Linked DNA regions of Mus musculus: all the other regions are linked to region 6. Evidence: chromatin contacts called from public HiChIP or PLAC-seq and promoter capture Hi-C data. All regions are on one chromosome and are shown on one strand. Each heading gives the region's core, a stretch centred on a gene start, on an enhancer-like site or on the middle of the called end of the contact. The rest is flanking DNA. Distances are from core to core; before and after follow the strand shown.

Evidence for each region. Promoter capture Hi-C pulls out the DNA fragments that hold promoters and counts their contacts. HiChIP or PLAC-seq counts read pairs in DNA pulled down with a chosen protein or histone mark.
Region 1: an HNF4G HiChIP or PLAC-seq map of pancreatic cancer cells shows a contact between it and region 6. The contact joins the promoter of Card10 here to the promoter of Foxred2 in region 6. A contact is called at or near these places in 1 of 39 promoter capture datasets (liver), 1 of 115 datasets of contacts at active chromatin or transcription factors (pancreatic cancer cells) and 1 of 9 other capture datasets (embryonic stem cells).
Region 2: a promoter capture Hi-C map of liver shows a contact between it and region 6, with 4 times the contacts expected there. The contact joins the promoter of Pdxp here to the promoter of Foxred2 in region 6. A contact is called at or near these places in 2 of 39 promoter capture datasets (hippocampal neurons and liver), 2 of 115 datasets of contacts at active chromatin or transcription factors (microglia and pancreatic cancer cells) and 1 of 9 other capture datasets (pancreatic islet).
Region 3: a contact with region 6 is called in a promoter capture Hi-C map of liver, with 6 times the contacts expected there. The contact joins the promoter of Gga1 here to the promoter of Foxred2 in region 6. A contact is called at or near these places in 2 of 39 promoter capture datasets (hippocampal neurons and liver), 2 of 115 datasets of contacts at active chromatin or transcription factors (forebrain and pancreatic cancer cells) and 1 of 9 other capture datasets (adipose tissue).
Region 4: a contact with region 6 is called in a promoter capture Hi-C map of embryonic stem cells, with 4 times the contacts expected there. The contact joins the promoter of Mfng here to the promoter of Foxred2 in region 6. A contact is called at or near these places in 5 of 39 promoter capture datasets (3T3-L1-derived adipocytes, embryonic stem cells, hippocampal neurons and 2 more), 1 of 484 Hi-C or Micro-C datasets (embryonic stem cells) and 2 of 115 datasets of contacts at active chromatin or transcription factors (large pre-B cells and pancreatic cancer cells).
Region 5: a promoter capture Hi-C map of liver shows a contact between it and region 6, with 4 times the contacts expected there. The contact joins the promoter of Nol12 here to the promoter of Foxred2 in region 6. A contact is called at or near these places in 1 of 39 promoter capture datasets (liver) and 1 of 115 datasets of contacts at active chromatin or transcription factors (pancreatic cancer cells).
Region 7: a contact with region 6 is called in a FOXA1 HiChIP or PLAC-seq map of pancreatic cancer cells. The contact joins the promoter of Elfn2 here to the promoter of Foxred2 in region 6. A contact is called at or near these places in 2 of 39 promoter capture datasets (liver and pre-B cells) and 2 of 115 datasets of contacts at active chromatin or transcription factors (forebrain and pancreatic cancer cells).

The regions. Positions count from the first base shown.
Region 1 is chr15:78,801,710-78,804,967 of GRCm38.p6, reverse strand. It overlaps Card10 (caspase recruitment domain family, member 10), which reads left to right and starts at 1,926. Exons shown (of 21, transcript NM_130859.2): 1 at 1,926-2,113; 2 at 2,336-2,587; 3 at 3,198-3,258. The coding sequence starts at 1,984.
Region 2 is chr15:78,912,125-78,915,502 of GRCm38.p6, reverse strand. It overlaps Pdxp (pyridoxal (pyridoxine, vitamin B6) phosphatase), which reads right to left and starts at 1,584. Exons shown (of 2, transcript NM_020271.3): 1 at 972-1,584. The coding sequence starts at 1,533. It overlaps Gm30368 (a long non-coding RNA gene), which reads left to right. Exons shown (of 6, transcript XR_003951546.1): 5 at 1-212; 6 at 3,209-3,299.
Region 3 is chr15:78,875,202-78,878,546 of GRCm38.p6, reverse strand. It overlaps Gga1 (golgi associated, gamma adaptin ear containing, ARF binding protein 1), which reads right to left and starts at 1,357. Exons shown (of 17, transcript NM_145929.2): 1 at 930-1,357. The coding sequence starts at 972.
Region 4 is chr15:78,772,110-78,775,110 of GRCm38.p6, reverse strand. It overlaps Mfng (MFNG O-fucosylpeptide 3-beta-N-acetylglucosaminyltransferase), which reads left to right and starts at 1,666. Exons shown (of 8, transcript NM_008595.2): 1 at 1,666-2,093. The coding sequence starts at 1,839.
Region 5 is chr15:78,933,025-78,936,436 of GRCm38.p6, reverse strand. Nol12 (nucleolar protein 12) reads right to left here and starts at 1,504. Exons shown (of 6, transcript NM_133800.3): 1 at 1,362-1,504. The coding sequence starts at 1,447.
Region 6 is chr15:77,955,143-77,958,288 of GRCm38.p6, reverse strand. Foxred2 (FAD-dependent oxidoreductase domain containing 2) reads left to right here and starts at 1,567. Exons shown (of 9, transcript NM_001017983.2): 1 at 1,567-1,722; 2 at 2,200-2,700. The coding sequence starts at 2,201.
Region 7 is chr15:78,717,488-78,720,615 of GRCm38.p6, reverse strand. It overlaps Elfn2 (leucine rich repeat and fibronectin type III, extracellular 2), which reads left to right and starts at 1,845. Exons shown (of 2, transcript NM_001358692.1): 1 at 1,845-2,212.

The DNA of each region.
Region 1 (3,258 bases), core at 677-3,176, 850 kb before region 6:
TTTGTAGCCCTGTATATGTGTGCATCTTGGTGTGTCTGTGACTAGTAATGCATCTGTGTCCACGTGAGTGTGTCTGTGAAACCAAGTGTGTGCCTGGGAGTAAGTGTATGACCACGTGTGCACATGTGAGGTGTTTCAGGATCTCTATAGCTTCTTTAAGAGCAGGCTCTGGGACCTGCTGTGACTCTGTGACACCACGCCCCCCCCCCCCCCCCCCAAAGTCTGTTAGCTTACAAGCTAATTCCTAGTTTCAGTGCCAGATTCCTGGCCCTGGTTTTGCCTCTGATGAGAGAATAATTAACTAAAGACTCATTTTCCAGGGTTTCCTTCCCATTATCCCGGCCAAGAAAAAATATTCACAGGGCTGCGGTAGGGTGGAGCGGCTCTTTGAGGGAGGAGCTGCTCCCTGTGAGAGCCAGAGTCAGGGTATCAGGGTCAGCAGAGGAGAGGCGATCCTTGGGAGGGAGCCTAGTGTGAACCGAGCCTGGGGAGGGGAGAGAGGCCAGGGCGGATCCAGTGTGTGGCAAGTTCTTGCTCTCTCTGGGCCCCTGCTTCCTCCTTTGTAAAGGGATAGGTTTGCATTAGAATTCAGTCCTTTCTACAGAGCTGCTTCTGCAGGTGAACTGGTGATACTCCAAACAAAACCAAGTCAGCAAAAGTCTGTGGTTCTTCAAGGCTGGGAAAGGAACTAGGTTATGTAGGTAAACTAGTTTCTTTACTGCAGGGGCTGTTCAGGGGTTGTGGTCAACCTTGTTTCCTTGGGTGAGTGATGCATCTAATTCGGAAAGTATGGGTGGCTTTGGGGACCTACACATCTTTCCAGATCCTCTGTGTCCTCTTAACCCTGTTCTCGCCACCCCGAGGGCACTTTCCAGTGCCCAGAGAGCTTCTAGCATGTGACTACAGGACCTTATTGTGGGAGTATTAGTCTCCAAGGCAGAAGGGAGTTTTGACGCTGCCTTTTCAAATGTAATTGATTTTAACCACACTCCCTCCCACCCCGCAGGAACGGCCATTTAGAAATGCAAGCATCCTGGTCCCCGTGTGCCATCAACTTGACTCAGGAATGAAAGTGCAGTCAGTCTGGACACTTGCAGGGACTGACTCCCTTCTTTGGAAAGGTGCCCATGACCCCTCCCCTCTGCTGCCCACACAGGCTGTCCTGGGCTTGGTGAAAGATGTGAGCTCTTGGCAGCGTGTTCGGGAACACTGAGACTGTGGAGGGGCAATTGTCCAGGTCACCGGCAGATAAGAGGCCTAGCTGGGAACAGGATGCAAATGAATGCAAAGCTGAGACACACACAGAGAGAGACTCACAGCTGACCGGGGCTTTCAAGTGCCTAGGCACAGGGTGTTTGTGGGAGGGAGAGGCACGTGAGTAGTCTGTCTCCGGTCGAAGTCCTGCTCAACACTTGTAAGGCCATTATCCCAGAACATGGACACGTGTGAAAGTTCTGCTAGCTTCTGAGGCCCTGTCCCACACTTTGCAGATATTTCCTGAAAGACAGATATGTATTATGTGACTTTCAGCAGAGTGAATATACCTACCATGCGAGTTTAAGTGGGAATGATGGGGCTCTGTATATGAGGTCCGAGCCCAGAGCTCGCTAAGTTGGTGTGACCTGTTGACTTCAGGGCGTGTGTGGCTAGTGGAGCGGACACTTGTCGCGTTCAGGGTTCCGGGTGGCCAGCTGCACCGGGAGTCGGGCTTGTAGAGGGTGCAGGCTGGTGTTGTGCTCATGGTGGGGGACAAGGTGAGCAGCAGCGGCGGCAGTGGCCCTGGCGGTGGCGCGCGGGGTGTGGGCGCGCGCGTGGCGGCTCCGCCCCGTCGGGGGCCGGGCAGGTGTGGGAGGGCCGTGCGGACCCCGCCAGGACTGGCCCGGAGAGCCGGCGGGAAACAGGAAGCGGGGGTGGGGGGTGGGGAGGCGCGGCTGGCCCGCAGAGCGGCCGGGAGGACGACCGGAGCGCAGCGGGTCGCGGGCAATGTTGGGTGGCCCGGGAGGCCGCCGGGCTGGGGGCGGAGCCAATGACCCCGAAGGCACCGCCCCGTCGCGCCTCCGGAGCCGTCGGCCGAGCACAGAGCCGGGAGCTCAGGGCAGCTGCAGCGCCCGTGGTGAGTGCGGGGAGGACACGGGCGGGACAGCAGCGTGGGGACGTGAAAGGACGCCGACGGGACGCCCGGGAGGACGCGGGCGTGACCTCTCGGGGACCCGGGAGGGTGCAGGCAGAGCAGCTTGGGATCCCGGGAAGACGGAGCCCGACAGCGCCGGGACCCGCGGGCGACGCCCAGGTGCGGTGACCGCGGCTCCGTGCCCACCGTGCTTGTCGCCCGCAGGCTCGGAGGACGCGGCCATGCAGGGCCGGGCGGACGCGGGCGAGGCTGACGAGGAGGCTGGGGCGGGTTCGGGGTCGGAGGCCGAAGAGGACGCGCTGTGGGAGCGGATCGAGGGCGTCCGGCACCGACTGACGCGCGCCCTGAATCCGGCCAAGCTCACGCCGTATCTGCGCCAGTGCCGCGTCCTGGACGAACAGGACGAGGAGGAGGTGCTCAGCACCTACCGTTTCCCGTGCCGCGCTAACCGTACCGGTGAGCCCGCCGCCAGGGGTTTCCTCTCCCTTCCTAGGCCCGCTCCAGAGCAGACAGCTGGATGTGGTTGCCGGTGCCGATGGCGACCCCTGTGGGATCTTTACTGTGCTCTTTGACCTCTCTGGTTCTCTCTGTCCCATTTGTGTATCCCTTAAAGAATCAGTTTTTCTCAAGAGCTCAAATCCGGGCTCAGTTCTCCGAGGCTCCTCTCCCACTGGGCGTCTTTGTACCAGGACTGTCAGAGGGACTAAAAGTATCAGGGAACTTAAGTCAATGAGAGCATTTTGCCTGGGAAACGCAGGCATCCGATGCCCCCGGGCATGCGTAACGTGTGTGTGTGTGTGTGTGTGTGTGTGTGTGTGTGTGTGTGTGTGTGTGTGTGTGTGTAGGGGTTGCTGGGGACCTGCTCCAGTGCAGGTGCTCTGGGGAGGGTCTGGTGTTCCTAGCCAGGGCAGACTGAGCTTTGCTCCCTGATGTGTTGGGACAGGCCCCGGTGTGTGTCACAGCCCAAAAATCTGGGGAACGTAGGCCCTGGAGCATTGTCGGGGTGGAGAGCAGGGGCACTGGGGGAAGACCTCATCCTGACCCCTGTCACAACCTTTACCCTCAGGGCGCCTCATAGACATTTTACGCTGCCGGGGCAAGAGGGGCTTCGAGGCCTTCCTGGAAGC
Region 2 (3,378 bases), core at 335-2,834, 960 kb before region 6:
GAAGGCTTCCCAGATCCTCTCCACAGGCATCCATTTCACTGCCCCATCTCGAACCCGTGACTCCCTCACTTCCTGCAATACCACCCTGCAGAACCCCTGAATTTGGTATCAAGGACTATGTGAGCCAAAGGCTAGCAGAAGAGAGTGGCAGAGATATGTCCATGTCTCATCTGGAGGAACCAAACCTGTCTATAGCCATTCATCACTATCTGGTAAGTCTCTGATCCCTCCATCTCTTGGGGCTCATGCCAGAGGTCAGCGCTTCTGTTTAGGTACAGGCCTGAACAGCCTGGACTGCTCTTGGATGGGTGGATGGATGGATGGGGGGTCCCCAAAGGCCAAGTCAGGTTCCCCTGCTCTATGCTGTGTGTTCCCTGGCAGCTCACCTCCCTTAAGTACCAATTTCTTTAACTGTGAAATGGGCCAAAACTCTTATTTTTGAACTAATCTGGAAAGGAAATGAAGGCACCATTAAGGAGCTTCAGGAAGCTATTAATAAACTAGAGGGCTGGGTTCAAAAGCCTGGGGATAACCGACATGGTAAAGAACCCCACTGGAAACCAGGTTCCGAGGTTATGTAACTCACAGGGTTAACCAAACAGGGCCAGAACTGGAACTGAGGTCAAGCTCCACTACCTTCCAGTCTCCCCACTGGCCTAAGGTCAAGCTCCACTACCCCCTAGTTTCCCCACTACCCTGATTCTGGATGCGCGGATCCAGCTCTCCACCGGCATCATCCTTCCAGACCGCTTCGACAAACCCTCCTGCAAAGTGGGTGGGGCCAATGACAAAAGCCCAAGAGGCCGGTTCCAAATCTGTATCCCACCTGCAATTCCCTGAGCTACAGTGAGCCTAAGGTGGCTCGTGTGTCAAACTGGTCCTCGGCCACTATCCGACAGGCGGCAGCTGCAGGAATTCCGAAAAGCGCGTCAGGTCCCAGCACACATCCCCGCGCCCAGTCCCGTGCTCACCGGGGGTCCGGCTTCCGTCGCTGAGCGGGTGCCAAGGGTCGCGATCGGTGGCCACGAGCAGGCAGTCGGGGTCGCGCAGGTGCGCGCACGCCTCGGTCAACCTGGAGAAGGAAAACTGCTCGTCGTAGCCTACGAGCACGGCGCGCACGCGCGGGTCCTCGCCGGGGTCCCCCGCCAGGCGCAGCCCCGCGGCGCGCAGCTCAGCGCGCAGCCCCTCGCCTCCCAGCACGAACACTGCGCCCGATGCGTCGGGCGGCCCGGACAGCCGCTGGCGCAGGAGGCGCGCGGCACACAGCGCGGAGCTGAAGAGCTGCTCGGCGCGCAGCCCCGCGAAGCCCAGGCGGGCGAAGCGCAGCGCCAGCTCGGGCCGCGCGCGCCGGCTGTTGTTGCTCACGAACAGCGTGTTCTTGCCGGCCCGCGCCAGCCGCTGCAGCAGCTCAGGGGCGCCCGGCACGATGCGTTCGCCGTTCCACAGCACTCCGTCGCAGTCGAACAGGACTCCCTGCGCCTGGCCCAGCACGTCGCGCAGGGCCGCGCCGCGCAGCCGCTCGCAGCGCGCCATGCAGCCGGCTGGCCGCTCGCACGCGCGCGCTGCGCTCCCTCCGTGGACAAGGGGCAGCTTCACCAATTGGCGCGCAGAACGGGGAGGAGGCGGGGCTACGAACACAGGCTTCAGCCAATAGCGACTAGAATTTAGTCGAAGGTGCTGGCCGATCCCGAAGGAGCTCGGAGAAAGGGGCGGGACCGCGGGCGCCACTAGAAGGAGGCGACCAATGAAGAGACAGCCTGGTCTGCAGCGAATCGCCGTGCGCTTCCCAGCCAATTAAAAACGTAGGCCAGATGGTTGCTAGGAGAAAAACAGAGGCTGAGAGAGATGTTGTCTTCGGGCCACATCTTGTTGCCCTCGGAACCATTGAGGCTCATTAGAAACATGTGGATGTGATGGAGCCAGGGCTCCATCACCCGTGACTTCGCAAGCTGGCCTGGGCTCTTAGACCTGGTCAGTGATCCTTCTGGTCATCTGACTGTGCTGTGGAGTCTCCTGGGGAACTTGTTTTTTTTTTTTGTTGTTGTTGTTGTATAATTTCCGTTTAGTAAGATGTATACTTTATAGTTCGATGGCTTTAGATAAATGATTTTTAAAACACAGGTACAGGTCAGTGGAATGGTTCAGCAGATGATGGCAGTTTGCTGTCAAGGCTGAGGACCCGAGTTCCTTCTTCAGAAACCTCACGGTGGAGAGAACATACTCCTTCCAGTTGTTTTCTGACCTCCACACACACATCCACACAGATGAATGTTAAAACGTTCTAGCCGGGCGATGCGAACACATACATTTAATCCCAGCACTCAGAATCAGAGGTAGGAAGAGCTCTGATTTCCAAGCCAGCCTAGTCTACAGAGCAAGTACTAGGACCAAGGGTATTCAGAGAACCCTGTCTCAAAAAACAAAAAAACAAAACAAAAAAAAAACCCAATAAATAAATAAATAGATAATCAAACACATGGCTGTAAGACAGGAACCCAGAGATCTGATTTCATGTTTTATGTGTGTGGGGGCACTAGGCACTATTTTGATGGCCAGGCCCAATTGGTAACCCATTTTATTGATGGGGTGATCCCAACTGCCTAGGTCTCCATTTTGTAGACGGAAACCTTTTAATCTGTCAAGCCTTTGAATAACCAGTAATTCAAAGTATGGGGACCAGGGATGAACAGGGATCTGTACTGTCACAATATTTTGGTTCTAAGCAGAACTGTAGCTGTCTAACCCAGAGCAACTGAAGGGAAGAGACCGAAGAAAAACCGTGCCTTTGAGGCCCAACTATTTTCTGTTCTTTGTGCCTTTTGTAATGGGTTTCTTAGCCTAGAAGACCATAGACAGCATGCCCCTGCCTCCACTCGGTTACTAAATTGGGCTTCCAGATGCACTGACCCACTTCTGCCAGCCCACTCCCAAAAGACCCTCAGGTGTAGAGCTGAAAGGAGCGTTAGCCTGGGACTACACAGAGCAACTCAGGGAAGGCCATGGATAGCTCAATCCCTGCTCTCGAGAAAACTGTGTGTTTATGTGTGTGTGCGCACACACACGGGCGTGTTGGTCTTCAGAACACAGACTGGGTGGAACTGCTAGACTGTCTCAGAAGAGAAACCCATGATCCTGAGAGGCTGTGCAAACGGGGCCCTGGGTGGGAGGAAGACCTAGGCGAACGCTAATCTCAAACACTTCATCTCAGGCCCAGGCATCGCTGGCCAGTCCCTTCTCATGGCTTCGGAAACTTCACCTGCAGGTGGCACTCTTATCTGGGTGAGAAACTAGCATGTGGGAACCATACTCAAGACAAGCAGCTCCGAGAAACCGCCAAGCACAGGGCTCTTCAAATCAGGAAGGCAACAGATACCCCAC
Region 3 (3,345 bases), core at 108-2,607, 920 kb before region 6:
TCGGTGAGCTCTGGGAATCAACCTTCCAGTTCAACTTCCTTCGAGGCTGGCTTCAAAGATGCTGACCATGTCGGCCCACACCACCCTGCACAGATCCTTGCTATATCTCAGACCAGGAGGTTGAGCTTGAGGATAGACCGGAAGGCTTCTCTGGGTCACATCCCTGAAAGGCCTTGGGACAGACCTGTCACTAAATGGACCAGAAGAGCCAACCTGCAGCTCCCAGGGGCAGAGTTCAGGAATGGGGTTGGCAAGGCCAAGGATCTTCAACAAGCAGTGTGGGACAGGGAGAACAGAGGATGGGGCTTGGAAGCCAGAGTTGGAGGAAGCTGTTTCGAAGGAGACAGGAAACAAGGACAGAGGCCTGGGGAGGAGGCTCAGCAGGGGCTAGGAAAGCAATCTGGGACGCAAAGCAAGGCTGGGCTTGGGTATAACGACAGAGAACTTGATTTCCTTATGGAGTCTTAGACGGGACCCTTTCAAGCACTGGGAGTTTCTCCAGGCGCGGACAGAGCTGGATCAGATGGGCCAGGGGTCCCCCCTTTCCTGGGCTGGGGGACCGAGCAGATCTAAGAAGAGCTGCGGGCACAGGGTTTGAAAGACTCAGGCCCTGAGGAAGTGGGGGGATCCCTCTAGGGGAAGACTCGAGGGTCTGCGCTTTGGTGCAACAGGCAGGGCCTTCGGGGGTCCGGGATAACTCTGCGCCACCGGGTCACCGGGGTGGGTGGGCGGCGCCCGCTCCCGGCCAGGCTGCGCGCAGCTGCCAGGGTCCGAGCGGAGCGACAGACTGGGGCGCCGCCCCTCCGGGTCGGGGGGCGGGGCGTGAGGAGGGGGCGCGCGGACCCCGCCCCGCCGGGAGAGAGAGAGGGGCCAGCCTCGCGCCCCCGGTTCCGGTTCCGGTCCGGCTCGCGCCCCTCCCGGACACTCACTGATTCGTGCCTCCAGAGTCTCCGGCTCCATCGCGGGCTCCATCCGCCACGGGCCCCCGGCCTCGGCGCCGCCCCCCGCCCCCCGGCCGCTCTCGCGGGAACTCCTCGGCTCCGCCCTCGGCCGGTTAAAGGGGCCGCGTCCACCCCGCGGAGTAGGAACGCGGCACCGGGACGCCGGGCACCATCGAGACGCGGGTGGAGCCGCCTAGAGCGTCGCCTCGTCGGCGCCCCTCCCCCTGGCGGCTGGCGGAGTCGCCGGTGGGGCTGGTCGGCGGCCTCGCAGCTCCGGGCGCTCGGGCGGGAGAGGAAGAGGAGAGCCTGGGGGTGGCGGGCGGCACCATAGAAACCCCGCGGGACCGCTCTAACTCAGTTAGCGTCACGCAGAGACCCGTGACCGCTTCCGGGACAACGCTCCGGAGCCATGTTTCTGAAGGGGTTCTGAAGTCACTTCCGGAGCCCTCAGGGGTACTTCCGCTTACGTGGGAAGATGTCAAAGTCCCTTAAAAGGGCAACTGGGCACTGTGGCCGCCGCCAACGCGATGAGGTTAAGCTAACGTTTGTTTAGCTCTTAAAGCCCTAGGCATTGTTCTGAGCAGTTTTTTCCCCTTTGAGACAAGGGCTCACTGTCTTGCTCTGGCAGTCCTGAAGCTCGCTCTGTAGAATAGGCTGGCGTGGAATTCCTGAGATCCGCCTTTTTCCGCCTCCCAAGTGCAGACATTAAAGAAGTGTGCCACCACGCCCAGCAAAGGGCTAAGTCTTTTTTTTTTCTTAACCTATGAATCTACATTCAAACCCGGGAGCCAGGTTATGAGTTTGCCTGAGGTCATTAGGGGTCAGTGCTTGCACCGAGTACTTAATTCTGCATTCAGTTTAGAAACTCCTTGCATTTGGGTTATTCGGTGCCCAGCCCTGGAGAGAAAGACAAGGCCAGATATATATCCTACAAGGTGATGATAACGCCCGCACTTATCAGACAGAGGCAGGAGGTTATCAGTTCAAGGCCAGTGTGGAATATCGTATCTCAAAGCACGTAACACTCTCAAGGTGATGGGGAAGCCAGAGAGGTGGTGGCAAAATGAGAGGTTATCTTTCCCCAAACTGGAATGGTGACGACGTCAGGCTCTTTTTTTGAGGTGGTTTAGGAGGAGGCAAAATGTGAGGTACTTTCACCCGCTTTTTCCACCCTCTGCGGTCGCCTTGGCTAATTCTCAGGAATGCCAGTTCGCTCTCTGTAGCCTCTGGCGGCCGTCGGGGGAACTGGCTACTGTGCCCTCTCCAGCGAGCCTGTGCCAGGAAGAGTTAAAGAGCATCTGAGACCAAGGAACCGGCGAATCCAGTTCCGCATGCCTGTGGCCTTGGAGGGATCAGTATTCACCTTGCAGAACCAGTTACCTCATTTCAGTCGGGTTTTCTTCTGAACCCAACTCTCAGTGAGACGTTTAATTCTCTCCTGCAACCTATAAGATACGGGAGAGGGTAACAAGATGGGCTCCGCCTGCTTTGTTTTCTTTATTTTTAAAATTGTTAATGAAATAAAACCCAACTGCAGGCCGGGCAGTGGTGGCGCACGCCACCTAGCACTTGAGAGGAAGAGGCAGGTGAATCTCCGAGTTCAAAGTCAGCCTGGTCTACGGAGCGAGTTCCAGGACCCAGGGCTACACAGAACAAAACCCAAAACAAAAACCCAAACTGCATTTGCCAAATTGATTTAAAGTCAGATCACTACTCACAGGCACTTTTGGTGGAGCGACAGAGGCAGGGTCTCCTGTAAGCCTAGGCAGGCCTTGAACGCACTATAGACTTGATCTCTGATCCTTCTTTCTCCACCTTCTGCGTGCATCACCACACCTGCAAGAGAATAGGACTTCTTGCAAGCTAAGCAACACGCTACCAACTGAGAGACATCTCCAGCTACTTCTGCCTCCATCTAGAGTCCTTATAGCCCAAGCTGGCGATTTCTGTGGTACCTAGCATTTCATATAAACATGTTAGGCAGACACATCACCACCTGAGCTCTAACCTCCAGCTGCCCCACAGTGTATTTCTTTGCATGCTTGTGGTTTGTGTCCCTCCCTGCCTCTGGGAAGTCTCATCCTGAAGCATTGCATCTGGTGAATCCCTGAGTTTCTTTTCCTGTTGCTGTGATTAAACTGCTCTGATAAAAGCAACTTAAAGAAGACAGGGTTTCCCACAATTCAAGGGGAGGAGAAATCAAGGCGGTGGCAGCTGGGCCCATCACAGCTGCAGCTGAGAAACAGGGCAGAGAGAGTGTGGAATGCACACTGCTTCCCGCCCTTTCTCCACTCACACAGTACAGGTTCCCCATCGGGGATGGTGCCACCCACAGTGGGCAGGTCTTCCCAGCTCAGTAGACTCAGGCAGGGTAATCCTCCTGAGGCACGAGCAGCAGCTCATC
Region 4 (3,001 bases), core at 417-2,916, 820 kb before region 6:
TGCCTGGCCTGGGGGCCCTGTCCCCTTTGTCCCCATCCCCATCCCCAGCGGATCCCACCTTTCAAGTCCCTGCCAGTTTGTTCAGTTTGTGGGGAGGGTCATATTTCCTTGGCTCCTCCCAGAGACGCCCGCCATCTGTGCTGGAGTCACCTTACCTGCCCCAGTGCCAGGTGGGGGGCCCTCAGCCCGGCCTTCCTCATCAACAGAGTGTCCTCTGCTCAGGTCACTTGAAGCCAGGAGGCCAGGAGTGGCTTAAGGAGCCTGGCAAATTGTGGGTGTGTGGCTGTCCCCAAGAGACAGCCCCCAGAGTGAGCATGGTTACCTCCGGGGGAGCAGTCTAGAGAGACAGACTGGAAGAGGTGTCCTTGGGCTTTGAGGTTAGAATTTCACTTACAAAAATGTTCACTGTGTGTGTGTGTGTGTGTGTGTGTGTGTGTGTGCGCGCGCGCATGCAATAGCAAGAGTGCACTGTGTATATAAGGTTCAGGAGCCGTTCTCCCTTTTTGTCATGTGGGTCCTGGGAATCAAACTCAGGCAGTCAGCGTGTCAGCAAGCTGCCTTTTCTGCTGAGCCCTCTCACCTCTCACCTGCCCCGAGATCCCTTTAAGGAATTTGCTATGGTGATGCACACCTGTCAGATGTGCATGCACACAACTTGCTGTGGCAACACACACAAGGCCAGGGAACAACTTGCTGGAGGGGGCATGTCCCTGGGAATTGAACTCAGGTCCATCCACAGGCTTGGTGGCAAGCACCTTCACCTGCTGAGCCATCTTGGAGTCCCTCACCATCATTTCGTAAATGATAGAGGTATCTTGTCGACAGCCATACAGCCAGGTTGTGGCCCTAGCTGGGATCTGAACCCAGCCCCAAGCCTAGGCTTTTCCTTGGTGGCACTGTTCTGAGGAGGTGAGCTGTGAAGGGGACAGGCTGAGGCTGACACCTCATTGTCCTAGTGCTCCAGGAGCCTTTAGCAGGCTTAGATCCATTCACAGCCACCAAGCACTTTCCTGTGCTTAATTAACATAATTAACAAGTATTGATCAAGTGCCCAGTATGTACCAGGTACCGTACTGGGTTCTGGATAGTCAACAAAAGAGAATACCCCCTGCCTCAGTAGTATCATAAGTAAGACAATAAATATGTAAAATACACCATACAGCAAGAAGTTAGAAGGGTCTAGGCTTGGGGGCTGGGAAGGAGGGCTGTTTAAAATGGGCAGGAAAAGCCTCATGGCAGAAATAATGTCTGTGTAAAGATTCAAAGAAAGCAAGAATCTAGGCAGCATGCTATGGTGGGCATGGCCCTGTGATAGATGTAGGCCTGATGCATGGTGGATGATGGGAAGGGCCAGCAGGAGGGAGAATGAGCCAGGACCTGAGGCTGGCTGGACAGGATCCTGGCTATTCTAGGAGCCAGAGAAAGGACTGTGAGGCATAGGAAGGCTGGAGTGGCTTCTTCCCACCTCGTGGAGGGTTTGGTGTGGCTGCAGCAGCTGGCAGGGCCCTGTGCCTCTTCCAGTGGGTGGCTCCCAGCAGCTGCCTCTGGGGCTTCCCAGGCCTAGCCCCGCCCCTCGGGCTGAGGCAGGGGCGGGGCCAGGAGCTAAGTGGCCCGGAGGGAGGGCTGAGGAGCAGGTGGCGGGCTGGTGGCCTCTGCCGGCTGGCAGGACGGTGGTGGCTCAGTCTCTGGGTCCAGAGACCCAGCTTCCTCCTTTCCCGTTGGTGTGTGCCCCCGATGCCTGCCAGACTTTTGCCTGTACCAGGGCCCCCTCCTGACCAGCCTCCCACCCCAGACTGATTGGGGAGTCGGGGGCTGAACTGTCTGGGGGCCTGCTACCAATGCACTGCCGACTTTTTCGGGGCATGGCGGGAGCCCTCTTTACCCTCCTGTGCGTGGGGCTCCTGTCTCTACGATACCACTCAAGTTTGTCCCAGAGGATGATACAGGGCGCGCTCAGGCTGAACCAACGGAACCCAGGACCCCTGGAGCTGCAGCTAGGCGACATCTTCATCGCAGTCAAGACTACCTGGGCCTTCCATCGCTCCCGCCTGGACCTGCTACTAGACACGTGGGTCTCCAGGATCAGGCAACAGGTGACAGGCGGGGGCTGCCTTGAAGTCTGAGAGAGCACTCCTGGCTGGGGGGCTCCCAGGGGTCTTCCTGGTGGTCTGGGGAAAAGCTGACCACCAGGGAGTGGTTCCTTCTGGGGTCTCTCCACTTCTTCCGTGCCCACCCCCATCCCCACTGCCACACTCCAGGGCCTCCTTAGACTCACAGGTCTATCTCTGTTGGGTTCCATGTGGCACCTCTGTCCTAGGCTCCTCTTGGGTCCCCCTCATCTCCTAGATTCTTGACCCTAACTTGCCTGAAGATTCTGGTGGGTGTTAAGGTGAAAACCCACCAGGACCGAGTAGCTGCGCACCTCAGCTCTGGGCATGGATGGGGCTGTGTGAGGCAGGGGTGTGATGTGGATGCTGGAGAGACATGGAGGTGGGGCCTGCTTGAGGGAGGCTTCCTCTCAGTTCCTGCCCTGCTGTGCTGCCCAGGGTGTGAGGGCCCTGTCTAGCTTCTCCGTTTCCTGTGCTGTGGTTGGGATGGGAGGCAGTGGGTGAGGTCGTGTGGGCTGGAGGTCAAGGTGAGGGGAGATCTGCCAAGGCATATGGAATGTGTGTGTGTGTGTGTGTGTGTATACCTGTGCTCATACACAGGGCTAGGCATGCTAAATACAGTAATAAGAAGGCATGAGAGTAATGAGTGTGTTTCCTGAAAGCAGAGTCTCTCTCCCCATACTCAAGACCCCATCAAGCAAAGCCAGGGATGGGTGTGGGTATGGGGGGCATTGGGGACCACGTCAGGGGAGGTAGCAGAACTCATGCACTTGTGCACACACACACTATGTCCCCATGGTGGCTGCTGGCTCTGTGAGCGGAAGTGACTGAGCCTTTGGTGGGGAGGCCAAGGAGAGGAGGTAGTTTAGTGAGGGAGAGGTGGGGGTACCTGA
Region 5 (3,412 bases), core at 255-2,754, 980 kb before region 6:
AGCCAGGAGGAAAGCAGGGCTCTACAGAGCTCCATAAGTTGCCTGACTCTCTCCTACCCACCAACCCATTTTACCCTCTCACAGCCAACCCTTAATTTATAGATGGGGACTCTGAGGAAGAGACTAGGATACTCATCCAAGGTCACAGACAATGCAGTCACAAGTCATTCAATGACAAAGGTACCTTCGAGAAATGAGTTGTGAGTCCTTGCTGGACCATCAGAGTGTACTTACATAATAATCCTGGGTGGTATAACCTACCACACACCTATGCTGGAAGCTATAGTCTCAGTACGCGCTCCATCACTAACCAAACGTCACCTAGCTCACCTGGCCTTCCTGCCCCTTGCTAAGTACACAAAAGGCCAGGTGGTCAATACACAGAGCTGGTGGTCACTGTTCCCACACTGGCAAACTTTATTTCATAGGAGTCACTTCTAGTAAGGCTTTCTAATAATGCCTTCACCCAGACCCCAAAACTCTTTCACTGAACCAACCAACAACCAGTCCTCAAGGCCACCTGACTCCTGAACCCACCTGGGTCCTGTGTGGCGGGTCCTAGGAGTGCCCCCACCTTCCTGACTCGTGCTTCCTTCTTCCTGTCTAATCTCTGCTGTTCCTGAGTTTGCTGTATTGGAAGTTAATTACGCTTAGTACCTTATTCGAGCTAGGCAAATGGTCTAATAAATTAATTCGTTTATATTGTCTTGGAGACAGGGACAAATTGTCCAAATGCCCATACCGTTCTTGAACTTTCCCGCACAGGGTTTTACTTTGCAATCCTCCTGCCTCAGCATCCGGGATGGCTAGGATTATAGGTCTGCACTACCAGGCTTTGCAATTACGGTTTCCGTTGGTACACTACACCAGGGGTTTTAACTGTATTTTGCTACTGTTATGGATCGTAATGTAAATATTATCTCTTTTCCGATGGGTTTAAGGGGGTCGCGACCCACAGGTTGAGAGCCATCAGACCACAAGGTGCTATTTACGGTGACACTAAAAAGCAGTTCAGCCTCTGGTCTCAGGCTTGGCTGGCACGCAGTCTGGTGCGTGAATCAATGAACTAAACCTCTCTCATCCCATCGGCTCGTCCTTCGTCAACAACGACTGGGAGCCAGCTATGGGCTGTGACAATAGACGGCGCGGCACTCCGGTGGTCCAAGGCGCAGCGCTGAGAGCCGTAAACAGCGAGGGAGGAGCGGGCGACTCCATCCCCCGAGGTGGGGAAAGAGGAAGGCGAGCTCCAGCTACATCCAGGGGCGGGGCCGGAAGAACCCTCCGCGTGGGCGTGCGCGCCCTGTGCCTGGCGCGCTTCCCCCGGCAGCCCGACGGGAGTCTCTTTCCACCCTGCCACTCACCGCCGCTTCTCTTCATCAAAGTTGAGAACGAGCCGGGGCCGCCGGTCGTCTCCATCTCTTTTCTTCTTCTTCTTGTTGCGGCCCATTGCAGTGAAGCTTCCGGCAGCGTGGCCGCTTCTGACTTTAAAACACTTCCGGGTGTAGCAGTTTCAGATTTCCGGTAGGGCGCTCTTCGTGGCCTTGTTCCACAGTTCCGCAGATTTGGCTCCACCTTTTAAAGGAGCCTCCCGTCCTGCCTCAGCTTTGGTTCAGGTCTTCTGAACAATCCTCCCAGAATGGCTTCGGTGAGAACTAGGCTCCCCGATTCCATCATCTGACCTGCCTCGAACAAGCGCTCAATCTGGAGTTATTTATAAACCGCTAAGAATTACTGAACTTAATTGAATTCAGATGTCAACTCTTTCATGATTTCCTTGAGCGAGGGAAACTGCCTAGATGCAAACACTGGTATTCCTTTACAAAGTATGTGACTCAAAAGCAATTGCCCCCCTTTAAAAAAAAAAGATTAAATCATAAATTATGGGCTAGGGGAGGTGGCATACATCTTTATCCCAGTACCTGAGAGGCAGAGGCAGGTGGATCAAAGTCAGCCTAAGCTACACAGTGAGTTCCAGGACAACCAGAGCAGAGCTAGACAATAAAGAGACCCTGTCTATAAATAAATAAGTAAGATTAAAAAAATACTGTGCCTAAGTGAGTTTAGGTCTACTGTATGAGGACCTACAAGGCCAGAAGACGGTATGAAATCCCCTGCAACTAGAGTTACAGATGGGGGCTGGTGAGATGGCTCAGCAGGTAAGAGCACCCGACTGCTTCCGAAGGTCCTGAGTTCAAATCCCAGCAACCACATGGTGGCTTACAACCATCCCTAATGAGATCTGACTCCCTCTTCTGGTGTGTCTGAAGACAGCTACAGTGACTTACATATAATAAATAAATAAATCTTAGAGTTACAGATGGTGTGTGAGTCATGTGGGTACTGAGAATCAAACCTTGGTCCTCTATAAGACAAGTAGGCACTGTTAACCATTGGAGTCATCTCTCCAGCCCCCAAATTGCCTTTTTCTTTGTGTCTCACTTTCCTATTTATAAAATAGAGATCATTGTAGTGACTTTGTAAGGCTGTAAAGAGGTGGCCCTGGAACTCTGGCATGCACTTAAAGGCTTGCTGAAATCCAAATTGAGGGTTCAGGGTTCAACACACTTGGCAGGGCCCCAGAATGTCCATTTCTAGAACATTCTCTGGTGACCCTGAATATTGCTCCTGCGTGCAGCAAACTGAGAGCCGTGACTGTGGTGGGACAAGTGTGTCGGGTCAGAAGTGCATAACACAATATTCTCCCAGACTCAGTTGGTGCAGAGGGAAATCTCTGAGTTCGAGGCCAGCCTGGTCTACAGAGTAAGTTCCACGACAGCCAGGGCTACACAGAGAAATCCTGTCTCAAAAAACCAAAGCCAAACGGGGTGGGGGGAGAGCAGGGATTGTGCCAGTGATCAAATGTGAGCTAGATTGTCTGAGCTTTGGTGTTTGGTCTCCCTTCCCAGCTTCCTGGCCACTCCCTCAGAAGCTAATATGTCTGCTCAGAGAGGTGGGAAGCAGGCTGTGATAATGAGCCTCACTTCCACGTAGGTGTGGCACTCCATGAATGTCTGATTCCTCCCACACGGGTCCCCCACTCGGAGATTCTATGCTGGATGCTGAGAAGAAGTTATCTTTAAAGTGTGGGTCGGGGCTGGAGAGATGGCTCAGTGGTTAAGAGCACTGACTACTCTTCTGGAGATCCTGAGTTCAAATCCAAGCAACCACATGGTGGCTCACAACCATCTGTAATGAGATTAGTGCCCTTTTCTGGTATGTCTGAAGATAGCAACAGTGTACTCACATATAATAAATGAACACATTAAAAAAAAAAGTGTGGGTCCCCAAACTGGGCATGGTGACACAGCCTGTTATCCTAGCAAGTAGAGACAGGAGGGTCAGGAGTTTGAAATCATCCTGATACGCAGAAAATTGGAGTCCAGCCTGGGCTAGAGACCCTATCTTAAGAAAA
Region 6 (3,146 bases), core at 318-2,817:
ACATGTGTTTAAAGGCTGTGGACTGAGTGCTCTGCTGAACACTTCAGTAATTGGCCTGCCTGCCTGGGCATTCTCACCTGCCCCTTCAGAACTGGGGTGTGAGTGGGAGCAGAGCTATGGAGAAAAGGAAACAGGATGGGGATTGCCTTACTAAAGAGGCAGGTTTCAGCAACATAATTGAACTAACTTAAAGAGGCCAGCAAAGGATGCTGAGCAGAAACCTTGGCGTTTCTGAGAATCTCAGACTTGGAGCAGCCCTGACTGAGATTTTAATGTAGAGTGCAAACAACATAAAATAGTGTGACAAATGTCTTGGGCTTCAGGAGTGGCCCAGAATCCAGATCCCTTGGTCCAATCCACCTACAAGAAGCTCCTGTAGCCCTGCGCTGTGGGCTGTAGATCAATGGCTGGGAATCCTGCACCTTAGCCAGGCGTGGGGCTCCTGATCATTCCATTTCCATCACCAAAGGCAGACCAACTTTCTAGTTCCTTTTGGTGCCTGCCCATCCTCTCCACAGTATCTATGAAATGCTCGGCTTTATTTTCGGTGAGATACCTTGTCTACCCAGGATAGCTCCAAACTAAACCTGTGGGCTGAGGTCTCCACAATGACAATAAACTAAAGTTTATGTCTGCCCCCAGGGCGGATTTCTTTAGTGCAGGCTCTAAAGAAAACACCAGCATTCCGGGTGTGCTTTCTTTCACCAGGAAAATCATAAACGTAAATTTCTAAGGGCAAATGAGGGAAGCTGCAAGTGGGCGGGGTTCCGATTAGGCTTCCAGGAGCAAGGCTCCTTTTTAATGGGAAGCAGCTACAGTCACGCAAAGCTGGTAAAGTCCTTCCCAGATGTTTTTCCTAAGAACCCTCAGCTTCTGCATCGCCTTGTGAAGGTCGCTATCCTTTCCTCCAAAAGGCACACAGTATTCTAATTAGCCAGGTGAGTAACTTGGTCTAGGGAGCTAGCCTGAATATTCAAATCCTCCTTCCTACACAGAATTGCAGTTTGAGCCTCTGGGTTGGGGAGTTTGAAGCAGGATTTCACACAGTCCTCTTGTCTCAGTCTCACGATTGCTGGACATACAAGAGTGAGCCACTATGCTGTCTCAAAACCCACTTAGCTTTATCTTTGTTTTATGCAAACCTTGTCACTTTGTATTGACGAGTCAGTTACAAAGTGCTGGGAATCGCTTCCCTTGGCCACCCTTCGTACAACTGAACGATCAAGACTCTAAGACAATAATTGGTTCATCTGTCTTGGCCTCTCCTCAGTCCCACAAAATTGACTGGCCAATTAGGTTCAGTCTTCTACAGTAATAAAGGGATATAAATGGCAAGGTTTTCTCCAAAAATCTCTCATCTTCTGGCACAAGGATTAGTACAAATCAAAAGGAAGGGCCAGGCGTCCCATCATGGACCTGCTGTTCCCCAAGGCACCTCTACCCTCAGAAACAGCGCTCACAGCACGTGTGCGCCACTCGCGCCCCGGCCGCCCCACCAGTCCCGGCGTGCTGCGCGTGGCACACGTGACCCGCCCCCTGCTATTGGCCCGGAGTGGGGAGGGGCGTGGCCGCTGTGGCGCGAGTCAGCCGTAGCTTCCCTCCACTGCAGCCTGTCGTGGGAGCATCGCTGGGCTACCGGTGGCGGCAGCGTGCGGGTCGGAAGCTCAGCCTGGGGACCGCGCACGCGCCAGAAGCAGTGCGGGATAGCGGAGACCGCGGCAGGTGTGCTGGGGCATCCTCACGTGATCCGGGGGGCTGGGGCGGGGCCTTAGAAGCCACACCTCCTTCAGGGTCCCGTACCCCCACCCCCAGGGTGAAAGGTGGGTAGACCAACCAGAACCTCTGAAGGGTCCACCTGGGAAGACCTCCTCCCAAAATGCAGGGCACATCCAAAATGAGTGGAAATTGGGGAAACTGCCTCTCCTTTGGGGTGGAAATTACCATGACAATAAGGGAGTCTGACACCCTAGGAAAGTGGACTATGGAGATGAGCTGGGGATTCAGAATTCCTGTGGGCCCTTGATCCTACCTGAAAGAGATGGAGACGGGATAGATGAGCCCCTAGGTCCCGGGGTTCAGTACTAGCCCCGCTCCAGATCCCTGGGAGGCTCAAGCGCCTGGTTTCTCGTTCCTCGGGAAAGCCGGCTGTCACCAGCTGCCAGCCACGAGGTGCGAGGCCTCTCCTCTACTGTGCTGCAGGATGGGTCCCTCGGGGCTGCTGGTGGCCCTAGCCTTGCACCTGGCAGTGTGTTCCCGTCCGCACCGGGACTACTGCGTCCTGGGCGCCGGTCCTGCGGGCCTGCAGATGGCCGCCTTCCTGCATCGAGCCGGCAGGGACTACGAGGTATTCGAACGCGAGTCCGCACCTGGCAGCTTCTTCACTCGCTACCCGCGCCACCGCAAGCTCATCAGCATCAACAAGCGGCACACGGGCAAGGCCAACGCCGAGTTCAACCTCCGCCACGACTGGAACTCGCTGCTCAGCGACGACCCACACCTGCTCTTCAGACACTACTCGCAGGCTTACTTCCCCGACGCCAGCGACATGGTGCGCTACCTGGGTGACTTCGCGCGGCGCCTGGGGCTCCATGTGTTATACAACACAAACATCACCCATGTGACCCTGGACAAGGATCCACAAGCCTGGAACGGCCATTACTTCATTCTGACGGACCAGAAGGGCCAGGTTTACCAGTGCAGGTAAGGAGCCTCAGGACACAGCCGAATTGGCCTCGAGATTGGAGAGAATGAGAAAGGGGCTACTTCTTGCTCCCAATGGGGTTCAGTGCCAAGCAAAACTTTTTTAAGGTGCGTCCTTACAAAGCTGTGGCTGAGTATGTTTGGGGAAATCTAGCAATTTATCGTACAGGATTTGCCAGGCTCTATTGCCTTCGCCATGGTCCTGTGGTGTTGAATACTGCCTGTGAGCTTAGCTTATAGCCAGCAACCCATGCAGGCAGGTCCAGCCTTTTGACACTACTACACTACATATTCTTTCTTTCACTACTACTCTTTCTTTCTCTCTCTCTCTCTCTCTCTCCCTCCCTCCCTCCCTCCCTCCCTCCCTCCCTCCCTCTTTCTTTCTTTCTTTCTTTCTTTCTTTCTTTCTTTCTTTCTTCCTTTTTCCAAGACAGGGTTTCTCTGTG
Region 7 (3,128 bases), core at 596-3,095, 760 kb before region 6:
TACCGCTGAGTGAGTCTAGCCAGCTTTGCAGGCCCCAGGAGAAAAGAGAAGGCACCAGTAAGGAAGTGCGACCTTAACCATTTCTTACAGGCGGGAAACTGAGGCTGGGGGTGGGGGTGGGGCAAGGTGTGACTCTCACTCTGGCTGATGACCGGGACACTCATACAGATGAATCAGAGATGTTACTTTGCAATTCTATGCCTGGTGCTTCCCAGAGTCAGTGCTCAATGTCTTGGACCAGGGCTGGATTTAGTAGGCCTCTGCCAGCGCCCACCTCAGCACACGCGAGCCACAGGGAGTTTTCTGCAGTCGCGCATTTGATCCGCTAGAGGGCGCAGGGGCAGCCGTCTCTTCAACAGAAGCGAGCTTGGCGGAGGTGGGATCGGGAGATGGTGGGGTGGGGGATGGTAGGGGCGGGGGTGGGGTGTGTGCTACTGGAGCTGGACCCACCTCGGTGCCTAGCCTCGGTTAGGGAACCCTGAGTTCTTATGGTCCCTCTTCGGGGAAGGGGATTAGGTTAGTAGACAGAGGCAGCATAAGGTTTCATTGGGTCTGCAAAGAAGATCTGAAGGATGGGTAGGAAGAAATGCGCCTGCCACTCAAAAAGGTACAGGTCGGGAGGCTTAGAGGTGAGACACCCCACAGTCTCTCTAAATTGTGACATAACAGGTGGCCTGGGTCTCAGCGCTTATCTACCCTTCTGGTCCTATCCTGGGCTACTTTCCTGTCCTCGGATGACAAGAGCGAGGCGATTTTGTACAGCATTTCTTTCTGCTCTAGTGCTACCCAACTCCACGGGTCCCTCTGTACTAAGTACACCAGGATGCTTTCCGCCTCTGTGACTTTGCACATGTCGTTCCCGCAGTCTGGGATACCCTTCTCCACTTCCTTCAGCTGAGCAACTCCTACCCATCAGCTCCCATTCATCTGTCCAGACTCAGCCCAGGCCTGTTAGGAGTTCCAGCAGCCGGGCTGAGTCGCTGTGCACCACCTGAGGACAGGCTCTGGTGAATGCGGCCCGGAAAAGTGATTGCGAAGCACAAAGTCTGGCGGCGGCAGAGCTCAACTGTCTGGGTTGGCGGGTCACAACGGCTGGAGGAGACTCCTGACATCAGCCCAGACTCCCACCAGCTGCTTGTGTGCCCAGCTTCGGGTGCAGAGCCTCAACTACCGCTGCCTTGCAGGGAGACTCCCTTGCAGGTGGTGGTGGTGGTGGTGATGGTGGTGGTGTCTGTGTTTGAAGCGGAGCTTAAGCTGTGGCCAGGAAGGCCTTAGGAAGTTTCTCTTTGTGGCCACAGAGCCCAATATGCTCCCGGGGATGGGGTAAGGCAGCGAGGGGTAGCCAAATGCCTTGGTTTGGAGGCAGGGAGAATTGGGAGACTCCACGGACTCGGACTCGCTGTATAAACTTTGGGCAAGCACTCTGCTCACCCGCCTCAGCTGTCCCGCCTGCAAAATGGGAACGCAGCAGCTCCACCGCAGTGCTCTCCAGTGGTTACACGCGGAACACCGGGTCAGGGCGCAGGCGGAAAGGGGTGCTCGGGCATGGGAAGGGGGGAAGCGGGGTTGGGGATGAGATTGTCCTCGAGCAGGGCGCTGCACCCGGGGCAACTTTGCCTCCAGCTGTTGAATGAGCTGGAGGAGGCGGTGGTGGGGTGAACTGAGACATAGCCCGGAGAGAGGTGGCCGAGGTGGGGCGGGGCCGGGGGGCGCGCTCGGCGGGTGCCCGGGGCTTGGCGGTCCGCGGTGCAGCCACCTCACAGGGCGCTGCAGCTGCAGTAGCGCCAGAGCCCAGCGCGGCCCCCGCCCCGTGGCGTGTGTCTGGGAGCGCGCTTGTGGCCGTGGAAGCAGACGGCGGAGGGGCGGGAGGGTCTGCAGCGGAGAGAGGCCTGTGAAGGGATCTGGCTACAGAGCCGGACGGACCGACAGACGCAGTGATCGCCAGCCCCTGAGGTCCTCCGCCCAGCACCCGGGCCCTCTGCGGGCAGCAGCCCTACGCGGCGGGAGGCGGGGGTGGCAGTGTCTGCGCGCACACGCACGCTCACAGACACACACGCCCGGGCCACGCCACAGACACACGACACGCACAGAGCCACGGCCGGCCGCCGCGCACACTCGCACCCGCGCTCACGCTCGCTCTCCGGCGCAGGCCCCGCAGCAGCCGCTGCCGGGAGGTGGTGGCATCCCGCTCGGATCCCAGTCAGGACTGGAGGTGAGTGGATTCCTCCGGATCCGAGTGCTGCAGGCGGCTGGCGGGGACCCCGGGAATCCAGGCTGAGCTGAGGGCTCCCTGGCCGCCAGCGGGGGTGGGGCTTGGAAAGGGACCTGGGAGGGGAGGATGAGGCAGGGAGAGCCACTCTTCTTGGTTCTTCTTGGTCTGGGGATCCCCCATAAGACCCCCAAGGGACCACCCTGCGCAAGGTGGTGGGGGAGAGGCTGGGCGGAGGCGTGGTGGGAGGGCAGGGAGGACGAGCGTCGAGGTGAACATTTTCGCGGTGGTGATGCAGAAGCTTGAGCAGGGTTTTGCTAGCCAGTACCACGCCGCACCTCTCTGGCCCCCATTTTGGCGAACCAGAGCTCCGGCCCGCTTTTCACTGAGTCGTGGCGGGTCAAGGAATTCATCTCACTGGTAAGGGGGGCTTCACAGGGTGGCTAGATCTCTAGCCCAGGGGGAAGGGACCGGCTTTCGACTTGCCCCCTATCTCTCAGGGGCACTGTGAATGTAGTAGGGGGACCAGAGTTAGGGTATGCTGGGACCCTTGCAAGGACTTGGATTTTTTTCCCCTCGGCAGGGCTGGTGTGGGACAGAAGCACCAGCATAAACGGACAGACTGCAGCTCTGACTGAGCCCCACCATTGCCTAGTGGTGTGTGTGTGTGTGTGTGTGTGTGTGTGTACTGCTACTGGCTAGGAGGGGGTAGAGGGTGGGTGTGTTGGCTGGTGGGGTGGTATATGCATGTGGAAAGGATGTGTATTGACTCAGGATAGACCCCCATTGCCACACAGACACACACACAATCTGTGGCTCAGCAGGGCTTCCTTGGAATATTTGGAGGGGAGAGAGCTTGTATGTGTCTGTGTGTCTGTATGTGCCTGTGTGCGTCTCTCTCTCTCTCTCTCTCTCTCTC